Linked DNA regions of Mus musculus: region 1 is linked to region 2. Evidence: chromatin contacts called from public ChIA-PET data. All regions are on one chromosome and are shown on one strand. Each heading gives the region's core, a stretch centred on a gene start, on an enhancer-like site or on the middle of the called end of the contact. The rest is flanking DNA. Distances are from core to core; before and after follow the strand shown.

Region 1 (5,690 bases), core at 2,831-5,330, 160 kb after region 2:
GTAGCTGTCAAGCATGAAGACTTGAGTTCAAATCCCTGGCATCCACATTAAAAAACAAACAAACAAAAACCCATTGTTTTGTATGAAATTGTCAAAAAGGGCAAAGATTCAAGATTTTTTTTTCTACAAAGTCGCTATTTATTTTATTTTATTTTATTTCATTTCACTTCATTTCTGTTATTTCATTTTACTTCACTTTGGCCGGTTTGATGCATGTGTGAAACAATATCCAACGATAAACTAGAATTTTATTTTGCTAAGTCACTCTAACAAAGACATAAAATAAAAATAAAACATGTGTAACCCTAGAACTGTGGAAAATAGAGGGTCGCCAAGGCTGTAGTCACTGACCCAACTCCAGGTTCATTGCAGATCTTATCTCAAAAGGATATTGTAGGAAATGATAGAGCAGGCCCCTAATGTCCCAGGCATTAGTCCACATGCCTATGTGTAACGTATATGCAAAACATATACATAGAGATGCACATGCATATACATACAAACGAACAGACTCCAGACTACTCTGGTTTCCTCCTGTACAACAGAGCTGTCTGTTTAACAGGCACCATCGTCTGGATTCCCTCAGAGCATAGCCTACGTTGTTTGTTGTTTGTTTGTTCCCACATAAGCACATCATCTCTCCCCAATACCTGGCCTATGCTCGGCCCTCAGTGGGTGTTAGAACTTGGGATCAAGTGACAGCTGGACTATTAGACACACCTGGACTTTAGTCACACCATCATGAAAGGGTCTTCTATGTGTTTGGTCTAGCTGGACAGTCCTTGCATCTGGACCATCTGGACAGCGTGGTGCTGGGCTTTACAGCATCCATGAACCCATTGAGGACTCTAAAATCGATGTCCTACAGCAACCCTCCACTTGAATGAGCCTATGGGACAGTTCCGTGGAGCCGAGTAGACCAGCAGAGAGACTGGCAGAGAAAATGGTTTCCTGAAGTATGAGCCTAGGCCTGCTCATACTTTTGACACCATGCCTGGACAAAGAAGCTGGAGAATAAGAGGTCAGTCAGCTGAGAATCCTCTCTGGGAAAAACAGACCAGTAAGTGGGGAACAGATTCCCTAAATGGAGTAGAAGACACTCGAAAAGTTAGTGCTCTCTACGCAGGCAGACAAGGTACTGTCTGTCTAAGGGCAAGGAGGAGCCTGTATGACAGAGCAGAGGGTTGACAGCATCTTGGAATGCATGGGACACTATGGGAGATGACCACTTGGAATGCATGGGACACTATGGGAGATGCCCTTCTCCCATCCAGACAACTCAGAGATGAGCAAGAGAGAAGAGACATCTGAGAAGTCACAGGAACTCCCACAGCACAGGCTAGGGTCACTGTGGTGAACTTGTTCTCCATCGGGACAGGGTCCTGAGCACACCAGATACAAAAGCAACCTTTCCTTTTTGCTTTTTTCTAGGCATGGTTGCATGGTTTCTCAGTGTAGCCCTGGATTGATTGATTGATTGATTGATTGATTGATTTTTTTGAGACGGGGTTTCTCTGTGTAGCCCTGGCTGTCCTGGAACTCACTCTGTAGACCAGGCTGGCTTCGAACTCAGAAATCCACCTGCCTCTGCCTCCCAAGTGCTGGGATTAAAGGCGTGTGCCACCACTGCCCGACAAAAGCAACCTTTCCTGCTGTTGTTCGGGCTCCCACTCTCCTTGCTGCACCCCACCAATGGCTGCATGTTGATCATTCTAACTGCCCAGTGCCTCACAAATCCTTCCTATGATCCGGCTCTCTCCTTTGCTAAGAATCATTTTCCAGAATCACTTCACTGCTCCTGCCGACCCTCCAAACTTTGCTTCCTGCCTCTTCCGGCTCTCTTCTGTTAGGCTACTCTAAACATAAAAAAAAAAAAAAAAAAAAAAAAAAGTGTGTGTGTGTGTGTGTGTGTCGCATGTGTTTGGGTTCCTGAGAAGGCTAAACAAGGGCATCAAACTCCTTGAATCTGGAGTCATGGGTAGTTGTGAGCCACATAATGTCAAGAGTTGTAACTGAACTCAGGTCCTCTAGATGCGCGTCAACAAGAGCTCTTAACCACTGACCCATCTCTCCAGCCCCTAACTTTTTTATTTGCCTCCTTAATATAAATATCAAAAGTAAAAATTTGCACTCAGCTCTAAAAATATTTTAAAATATCTTGAAATGGCTCCCATGAACCTAAGGTAACATAAGCTTTAGAAAATACACAGGAGAAAAGGAGAGAGGTCAGCAGACAGATTCGGGACTGCTTTCTAATCAATTGTCGTAGTGGTCCCACCTGAAGCCTGAAAAGTTCCTGGAGGAAGTGTACACGGCCCATGTTTTATTTAGACCACTCTAGACCACTTATCTCTTAAATGAAGTCTTAATTACCTAAAGACCATGCTTAGGAATGAACGTAAGGGGAAATGACGAACTAAAGAATCTGTCCCGATTGTTATCTTTGACCACCGCAAATAGAGACAAATATAGCTATTTCCTGATTGAATCTATTTTATATACTCCTCACATAACAAAGCTCAGTTTTTCCTGTCTGGGTTTCCCATTTCTCATTCAGCTTTGGGGTAAAACACAGATCTGGATGATCACATGATCAATAGGTGCCACTTAGAAGGTGACTATTAAAATCAAACATGGCTATCAGAAGTGCAGAACCAAAGAGCAGAGAGGTTTGTCCTTGTGGCAGGGACCCTGCTGCACAGCCTACCCATGACTGTTGAATGGCAGCAATGGTGTTGGCCTTTTAAAATTCTTGCAGATGAAAAGTGCATCTCTGCAGGCACCTGGCAGAAAACCAGACCCCTGTTACTTTGTTACTTTGTCCTTCTACCTAGACTAATATTGAATATCAACTTATAAGATTGCTGAAGAGACAGGCCTCTGGGTATTTCCTAGGGCATGTCCAGTTGGGTGTTCTAGATTAAGTTCTTTGAACTGGGAAGACCCACTCTAAATGTGGGCAGCATTGTCTATGAGCCGGATTCCGTAAAATAGAGAAAGCTAGCTGAGAACATTCACTACCCTCTGCCTCCTGACTATGGGTGCAATGTGAACAGTTCTCTGATGTTCACGCTCCCTTGCCTTGCTGCCATGAACTGTGAATCAGAACAAATTCTTCCTCTCTTCTCCTGCTTTGGACATAGCAATGACCAAAAAAAAAAAAAAAAAAAAAAAAAAAAAAAAAAAAAAAAGACAAAAAACAAAAACAAAAATCCACTTTTATCAGGACCCTGTAGCATAGGACTTTATTTAATCCCAGATACTCATCAAGTTAAGGCAGAAGGTTGTCAAGTTCAAAGTCTACATGAGCTACAGAGTGAGTTCAAGGCCAATCTGTGCAACTCAGTGAGACCCTACCTCACTTTGTTTTCTACGGAGTTGGGACTCTGTATGTCAATGGTAGACATACATCTTGCTTAACAGCCCCAGTACCAAAACCAACTACAACAACACAACTTCACCCTGTGTGGTAGCTCATGCCTACCCATCCCAGCAGTGCAGAGGAGAAGGCAGAAAGCTTACAAATCCAAAAACCTGCTTGGAGCTATCAAGTGAGACTCGACACTCACTAAAATAAATAATTAAAAAAAAAAATAAAGGAAAAAGGTTACCATCAAGGCTAGTTGTGAAATAAGTCTAGCAAATTGGTTTAAGACTCCTGACTGCTTTTTCTGTTTTCCCATCAAAGAAAATTAGCCTTAGAAATAGCAATCCACATGGCTATAAATATATATATATATATATATATATATATATATATATATATATATATCCTGTGAATGCTTTGAATTCTTTGCCATTCTTGAGTACAGTTCATTAGGGAAGTGAGTCCTGAGAGCGCTCACAGCTAAAAGGGCAAAGCAGAGTGGGTCCCCCAAAGCCCCCTAGCACACACACACACTCCACAAGAATCTCATGGAATTCATTGGTCATGAGGCGTTTTTTGTAGTTGGTGGTAACAGTGGTTTTTGGGTTTAGCTTTGTTTGTTTTTGTTTCGTTTCTGCTTGCTTCATGAGTCTCTTATGGGCAGGCACTGAAACCACTTATTTGCATACAGCTCCCAGAGCCAGGGTGAGCTGAGGACACAGGCTGTCTGCCTTGGCAGAAGCAGGAAGTCACTACAAGAAACCATGCCTCTCTACCCTTAGTGGCCTTCTCTTCGTTTATATGTGATTTTTCAAGAAAACCCAAGTTGACTTTTCGAACAGAACACAAAAGCTTAGAAGTGAGCCGGGCGTGGTGGCCCACTCCTTTAATCCCAGCACTTGGGAGGCAGAGGTAGGAGGATTTCTGAGTTCGAGGCCAGGCTGGTCTATAGAGTGAGTTGCAGGACAGCCAGGGCTACACAGAAAAACCCTGTCTCAAAAAGCAAAAAACAAAACAAAACAAAACAACAACAACAACAAAAACAAAAACAAAAAAACAAAAAGCTTAGAAGTGGGTAAAAGAAAAACCAAAAGACCCTGTCCCCCTTTCTCTTATTTAGAAATTCTGAGTCATCAAATTGGAAAGGAGCTAGAGGCCAGTTGCAAAGAAGATGGTTGGGAGGATTAACAGACCCCCCCCCCCAGGACATTCTCCACACCGGGGAACACACAGTCGGGGTATAGGAGTCTCTGCAGCCACCTGGCAGAAAACCAAACCCCTGTTACTTTGTTACTTTGTTACTTGTTACTTTGTCACCTTCTACCTAGAGTGGCAGGACATTCCATTGTCATTCCTGTGCTAGGTGTAGTCTGAGCCTATACCTGTTGGTATTCAACAGGAATGCCTCCCACTGTTGAAGCAATGTGATCCTTTCTCACTGGTATTTAGATGGGATTCCAATTGCTCCAAGTAGTTCCTCTAGATTTGAATCTCTTTCTCAGACAACTGCCTTTGTCCAGCTAGGTATACTGCCGCTTGCTGTCTTACACCCGAGATCCCATGTAAGTTATGTCCAGACTATAAGGGATGGTGACCTTCACTCTGCTACACGTAGCAGAGAGGCAGCAGAAGAAATGCTTGCAGTGAGTGGCTTCTGGCCAAGATTCATGTCACCTGTGCAACATGAAGTTTTAAAAGGCTTCAGAAGTAGCACGTGTGCTTAGCAAGGAGTATTTATTTACACGCTGCCTTATTCCAAGAAACGAAACCTACTAGGAAGTTACAGCAGCTATAAAGTATGAGGTGACGTTCAAATGCACAGAGCAGCTTCACCTTTCTGAGGCTCTGTCGTCACTTTCATAGCCTTCCTGGATCTTTCTTTCCCACATCCTGGTGTGCAATGGAACTGCGCACTGGTGAGCTGTCTCTTCCCAAACATATAGAGAACGCTAAAGGGTTAGATAATGATTTCCCAGATTCTCAGTTCTTCCCACAGTCGTGTGACTATAGACTTGTGGTTCCTTTAACTATCCACACCTGACAATGTAATTATCTCTTCTAACTTCATTAATATTGTCTTGTATACCAAACTGCTTGCCTGGTTTAAGAGGAAATATTTGTCACCTGATGGACTCTGTATATCTCTAATCTCGCCATCTCTCCATTGGCTAAATAATTATCTCATCGCAAATGTCAGTTGGACAGAGCAAACATAGTATGACACGGCAGATAATTTGAAGCTGTACCTGTGCAAAATTAAAATAATTACACCTTAAGAAGCGTAGGTGCTGATTTGAAGGCCAGTAGCAAGACAGTGCTCCCA
Region 2 (6,248 bases), core at 1,143-3,642:
TGATTTATTCATTGCTCTTATAATTTGAGTTGGAAATATCCCCCAGTTTCACGTTTTGAATGAGTGTCCCTTAGTTGGTGCCCCAGATAGATTTAACTGTCAACTTGACACAGCTCAGAGTCACCTGAAGAGAAAGTTTCAACTGAAGGATTTCCCAGATTAGCTTTACCTATGGGCATGAGGAGGATTGTCTTGATTGACGTCAGCAGCCCCAGTCCACTGTGGGTGGTACAATTCCCTAGACTGGTGACCTTTGCCTATATAAAAAAGCATGAGCCTATAGGTCAGGAAGCAGCATTCCTCCATAATTTCCGGTTCAAGCTCCTGCTTGAGTTCCTCCCCTGACTTCCCTCAGTGATGGAGTGTGACTTGGAAGTGAAAGCCAAATACACCCTTTCTTCCTGAGTATCTTTTGATCCTGGTATTTGTCAAACAACAGAATGAAAACAGAAAACCTGTTAATGCTAGGTGGAGAGGCTGTGGAGACTTTAAGGGGGGAAGGTTACTGATAGAAGGTCATGTAGGCCAGCTGCTTGAGGGTTAAATCCCCTCCCTGAATTCTGTTGTCTGTACTTCTGGCCTGCCCTGACATGAATGGCCTCTGTCACATGCCTCCAGTGAAGTGCACTGAGTGGCTCTGCTCTCCCTTCCCCACTATGATGGACGAAAACTCTCTGAAACTGTAAGCCATCATGAATCATTCACCCTTTGTTCCTGTCAAGGATGTGGCCACCGTGAAACAAAAAGAACTAGCGTAATTGCTTTGTTTTATTTGATCCATCCATTCACTGGTTCATTGTGAACGTATTGTAGGTCAATCCCTAGGTTTTCCATGCACCCTGGATGAGATGGGAGTGAGGGAGAGAGAGAAAGACTGATTATGCTTACTCCCTGTGTTTCCTTCTCACTGTGAGCCTAGAAGTCACTGAACGTGAAGTGGTGCTGGCAGATGGGGAGAATGGACCAGGGAGAGGTTCTTGCTGCTGCCACTTTAGTCACTAATTGAGAAGAGGCGTCTTATCTTCAGCTATGCTGCCCTGTTTAGTGGGTGGTGGCACCCTGAGCATTGTGGGTTGCTTCGTAATAACCCTGGCTTTAACCTTCAGGCAATAGCATCTGACCCCTCTGTTTACATCAGCTCTAGTGTCTCTAGTCTTGAGCACGTGTTCACTTGGAGTAACAGCAACCTGGTTGAGGAGGACAGATTTAGAACCTCCTAAGACGCAAGCACTGGGCAAGATACTGTGCAGAATAAGGGAGTAAGACAATGCAGGCCTCGCCTTGTGTGGTTCGCTCAAGTGCAGATTCTGTATCTAGAGTGGGCATCGCAGGAACCTGGAGTACTTGCTGAAGCCTAGCTTGCTGAGTGCTATAGTTTTAACATAGCAGGTCCAGGGTGCTAGAGACTTCTCAGGTGATGCTGCTATTGGAAGATCCCCAGGACACGTTTTAGGTATTACTAAGCTTCTGCCTCCATCCTTCAGATATGTAGTACCTGCTCCTGTTGTGGCCAAAAATACAGCCAAACTAATCCTTTCATTCAAACTAATTTGTATTTTATATGTTATAACTGATTTTGATCCCAGGATCCACATGGTAAAAGAAGAAATCCAGCTCCTATAAGTTATCTTCATGCATGCTGTGGAACATGTTATCTGCATGCATGCTGAGGAACATGTTATCTGCATGCATGCTGTGGAACATGTTATCTGCATGCATGCTGTGGAACATGTTATCTGCATGCTGTGAAACATGTGCTTCCTCACACCCTCTCCCCATGCACAAATGCTCATACACACAGATAGAAAAATGAAAATACCATTTTTAAATGTTTAAAAAGGAATTAGGCCTCAATTAACTGATTAGTCAACCCACAGTTAATGGAATGTCAGAGGAAAAACAAATCGAGCGGCCTGTACATTGGAGCAGTAGCAGAAAGTAATGGGTTTTATAGAATACATTTATTTTGACCTCCTTCTAAATGGGCAAGTCAGCAGGCTGGCCCAGAAATGAAAGTGTTGCCTAATTTTATAGTTTTCATGGAGTTGAAGCTTCAAACTTTGACTAAATTTTTACAACCTGCTCATTTATAAGTGAGAATGCTTCAGTGTAAGAACAAGACACAGGCAATTCACACAGACTCAGGCACACACACACATATCTGCTCACATTTATTTCCCTTCTGCCTGCAGCATCCTTTATGTGACAGAAATGGCCCGCATCAGCATTGTCCATCCACACTAGCACATGGAGGACTCCACCTAACACTATTTTGCATAAACTATCAGTTCATCTGGGGACAGCTATTTCCGCTCATTGTGGTGATACCAGTGAACGTTGTATTTTCTCTGAAAAGTGTCACACACCCTTAGGAGGAAGTGGGGTGTGGTGTTAATGCAGCAGTAAACACAGAAGTGTGTTGCCATTGGTGTCCCCTGCAGTGACAGTTCTGTTTCTCATCCTGTCCCTGACACCATCACAGCACTCCTTGTAGGATAAGAGGGCAAGAAAGCGAAGAAGCTCACCGTCTCCTTTCCCAATCCCCTCTAGGAGGAGAGGCTAACCCCAAATTGAGTTCTCATAGCTTATCTGGAACTAACTCCCAATCACATCCATGTATCCAGTAAAACACCTTACAACCCATTTGATGGTTTAGCTAGTGTTTATTGAATAAATATTTGAGTCAGCTCATCAACTTGGCCAGTAATTAAGGCTTATTCTAGGCATATGGATTGATCCGTAGTGTGAGTTGTTATATTTTCATCAGGAAGCACTTCAAAGGCTATATGGGAAAATCTTCGAAGGGTATCTGGGAAAACCATAGCTTACTTCTCCACTGGCCATTCAAAAGCATTTTCTGTGGGTTAACTCTTTGAATCTTCAGAACATGGACAGATCCAACCCCTCAGAGACTCCTAGGAAGTATGTCTACTTTATGCCTCGATTTGCACATAGAAGAATTTAGTCACAGAGTTTCAGACATTTGCTTAAGATATAGAAATGGGATACGATGGAGTTGACTTTGTTCTGAGATGGTCTCACTTGCAAACCTATGAGCACCTTCATCTCTTTGCTCCTCCCACAGTCCCTATGCCTATGTGTATATTCCCAATAAAGGTTAGATGACAGGGAAGACCCTGTACCCAGGGACTTCAGCCTCAGCTTCTCATCGAGGTGTCCTTTGACTCGGGCCCAGGCCCTAAGTTTGCTCCCCTGTACCAGGTGGTACAGTTTTCTTCACCAAGCACCAGCTTGTCCCTCAGAAGACTGCAAAGCCACAGCATCTCAGAGATAGTGCTGGGGCTGCAAAGACAATAGCATCATAGAGCTTATCTTTTCAGAGTTAACTTGACACAAGCAACAGAACCTTAGATTACATCTCCTCCTGTAAAAGGTAACATCTCCATGCCTGCCATTCCACAGACTGCCCATGAGGCTCTGGGTTTAGTTAGATACCCTGTCTAAAGAAAAAGAGGAAGAGGGGATTAGAATAAGGCACTGCACATCCTCTGGTCTCTGAACAGGCCCACAATCAGATGCACCCACATACATACATGCTCAGAAACCACACATATACACCACCCTACACAAAAACATACACCTGATGAACACATACCAAAAAAGGACCTTTGCATAAGCGTAAAGTAAAAGTCTGGCGCTAAGCATTGGATTCTAGTTTAATTGACAATGTTTGGCCTGTCTACAAAATAATAATGTTTCCAGTACTTAATGCTCAGCGCTTGAGAAGATAGGCATGGTAAGGTATTAAAACAAACCACAGATTCTTTAACGGTCTTCTAGTCAAGAGAGCCTATCACCCGCCCCTGAAGTCAAAGCTGCCCCGAAATCTTTGACCAGTTATATATGAGGCTGAAGTACGTTGTCTGAGTTCAGTGCCTAGCCTTGAAAGGCCCAGCAGTGTCCTTCCCTCTCATCCTCTTCTAGAGCAACTGCCATACTGACAAGCCCAAGACACTTCCGGGAGGATGAGGGACCTCATGGAGAGAGAAGCTGGGCTGTCCTAGCTGTCCCCACTGTGCTGGCTCATGTGACATAAGATCTGAGCTGTCCAACTGAGCACAATTCTATTTGATTGCAATTAATTGCAAGCAAAAATAAATGGCTGGTATTTAAGTCTCAGGGTCATTTGTTGTGCAAAGAAGGATAAGTCAGAGAGCAGGGAAGATGGGTAAGCACAGTTGTGATCTTCATGGGACCCAAAGGAGACATGTAACTGCACAAATCCTCAGGCTGCTAAATATATTATGTCTCCCAGAAACGAAATAATGCTATATATATATATGTGTGTGTGTGTGTGTATTATATATATATTCTTTTGTTTTGATTTATTTTTGTTCTTTCTTTCTGTGTAACTCTGGATGTCCTGGAACTTGCTTTGTAGACCAGTTGGCATGCCTCTGCCTCTGCCTCTGCCTCTGCCTCTGCCTCTGCCTCTGCCTCTGCCTCTGCCTCTGCCTCTGCCTCTGCCTCTGCCTCTCTGCCTTTGCCTCCAAAGTACTGGGATTAAAGGCATGTACCACCACTGTCCAGCTAAGAACTATTGATTTAACTCAATGAAGAGTCACAGTAATTTCTTAGGCACTCAGCCAATTTAATCATAATGACGCTTTTGGGGCTCTATGCAAGTAGGACTACGTGGTGGGGTTGTTCACAACTTGCTATATCAATAAGCAAAGAACACAGGTCAGAACCAGAAAAGCATGTAACTTTGAAGGCCATCCCAGTGACCTACCTCTGTCATCAGGGCCCTACCTTCACAAGACTCTATGGCCTTCAAAGTAATGCCACAATCTAGGTGTCTTAGTTAGATTTTTCCATTGGCATGAAGAGACACCATGACCAAGGCAACTCTTATAAAGAACAACATTTAATTGGGGTTGGCTTGCTGGTTTGGGGGTTCAGTCCATTATTATCACAGCAAGAAACATGGCATCATACAGGCAGACAAGGTACTGGAGGAGCTGAGAATTCTACATCTTGTTCTGAAGGCCAACAGGAAGAGACTGGCTTCCAGGCAACTGGAAGAAGGGTCTCAAAGCCCACTGCCACAGGGACACACTTCCTCCAAGGCCACACCTAATGGTGCCATTCTCAGGGCCCAGCATATTCATACTACCATACTAGGCACCAAGGGCTCATCATATAAGACTATGGAAGGCATTTCAAATATTATAATAATCAATTATTTCAATTATTATAATAAAATTATAATAATCCTATTTTGCTGAGCAGTTATAATTACAAGTTAAATTCTTTTCTTTCTTCATTTCCAAGTTTAATTCTAATTACAGTACATATTCTCCTCTGCATGTTAAACATTTTGAGACAAGTAATAACTGTTGTGTTTTGTGTGTTTGTTTCTTTTGGTGATTTGCTTGGTCTGAGGGTTTTGAAATGGCCCAGGTTGGTCTCAAACTTATGATCTTCCTGCCTCAACCTCCTGAGGCCTGGGATTATAGACAAGTACAACCATTCCTGATTAGGCAACTGGGTTTTGTTCTGTTTGTTTTCATTTCTTATTTTTGTCTCACCCTTCCTAAGCACTGCGAACCTAAAGCATAGCAGTGAAATATTGTCCACTTTTTAAATTAAAAAATATGCTAAGTGTTAGGGAATTGGCTCCATCAGTAAAGTGTTTATGATGCAAGTAAGAGGACCTGAGTCCAGAGCCTGAGCACCTGGTGAAAAGCCCAGGCATCATGTCTGTGTTTGTGATTCCAGTACTGAGGAAACACAATGAGAAAGATCCCTGGGGCTTGCCGACCCAACTGCTCTAGCAAAATTGATGATCTCTGGGTTCAGTGAGAGATCCTGTCTCAAAATATAGGGTAGAGAGCAAAAAGAAGAAAATCAGCATCAACTAATTGCCTACACACAAACACGTGAACACACACACACACACACACACACACAGAGAGAGAGAGAGAGAGAGAGAGAGAGAGAGAGAGAGAGAGAGAGAGAGAGAGAGAGAGAGACTCCAGTCACTGAGCTCATGAGAACATCCACCTTCTGCCTATAACAAACGCTGGGAAGTTTCCTTCGGTATCCACTTTCTTTCCAACTCCCGGTCATTCCATTGGAACACCTTGTATCTGTACGGGTAAAAGAAATACATGAGCAAACCCCCAGAATTCTAAGTTCTCGTGACCTAGTTCACATACACTGACAGTTATACCTAACTCTGGATAGCATCAAATCTATAAGCCAAAGACAAACCTGATCACACC

Evidence for each region. ChIA-PET counts read pairs in DNA pulled down with a chosen protein or histone mark.
Region 1: an RNA polymerase II ChIA-PET map of memory CD8 T cells shows a contact between it and region 2, with 157 read pairs. The contact joins two enhancer-like sites. A contact is called at or near these places in 3 of 115 datasets of contacts at active chromatin or transcription factors (CD8 T cells, effector CD8 T cells and memory CD8 T cells) and 1 of 9 other capture datasets (adipose tissue).

The regions. Positions count from the first base shown.
Region 1 is chr2:11,371,216-11,376,905 of GRCm38.p6, forward strand. The region is part of intron 1 of 8030442B05Rik (RIKEN cDNA 8030442B05 gene); the gene reads right to left. Among named protein-coding and RNA genes, the nearest start is that of Gm13291, 11 kb to the right of the region's middle. Within about 2 kb of position 4,081, at least 199 of the 459 cell types and tissues checked have an H3K27ac peak or open chromatin away from gene starts, as enhancers often do. A contact at or near this core is called in CD8 T cells, adipose tissue, effector CD8 T cells and 1 more, where this site is marked.
Region 2 is chr2:11,215,974-11,222,221 of GRCm38.p6, forward strand. The region is part of intron 1 of Prkcq (protein kinase C, theta); the gene reads left to right. Among named protein-coding and RNA genes, the nearest start is that of Prkcq, 47 kb to the left of the region's middle. Within about 2 kb of position 2,393, at least 47 of the 459 cell types and tissues checked have an H3K27ac peak or open chromatin away from gene starts, as enhancers often do. A contact at or near this core is called in CD8 T cells, adipose tissue, effector CD8 T cells and 1 more, where this site is marked.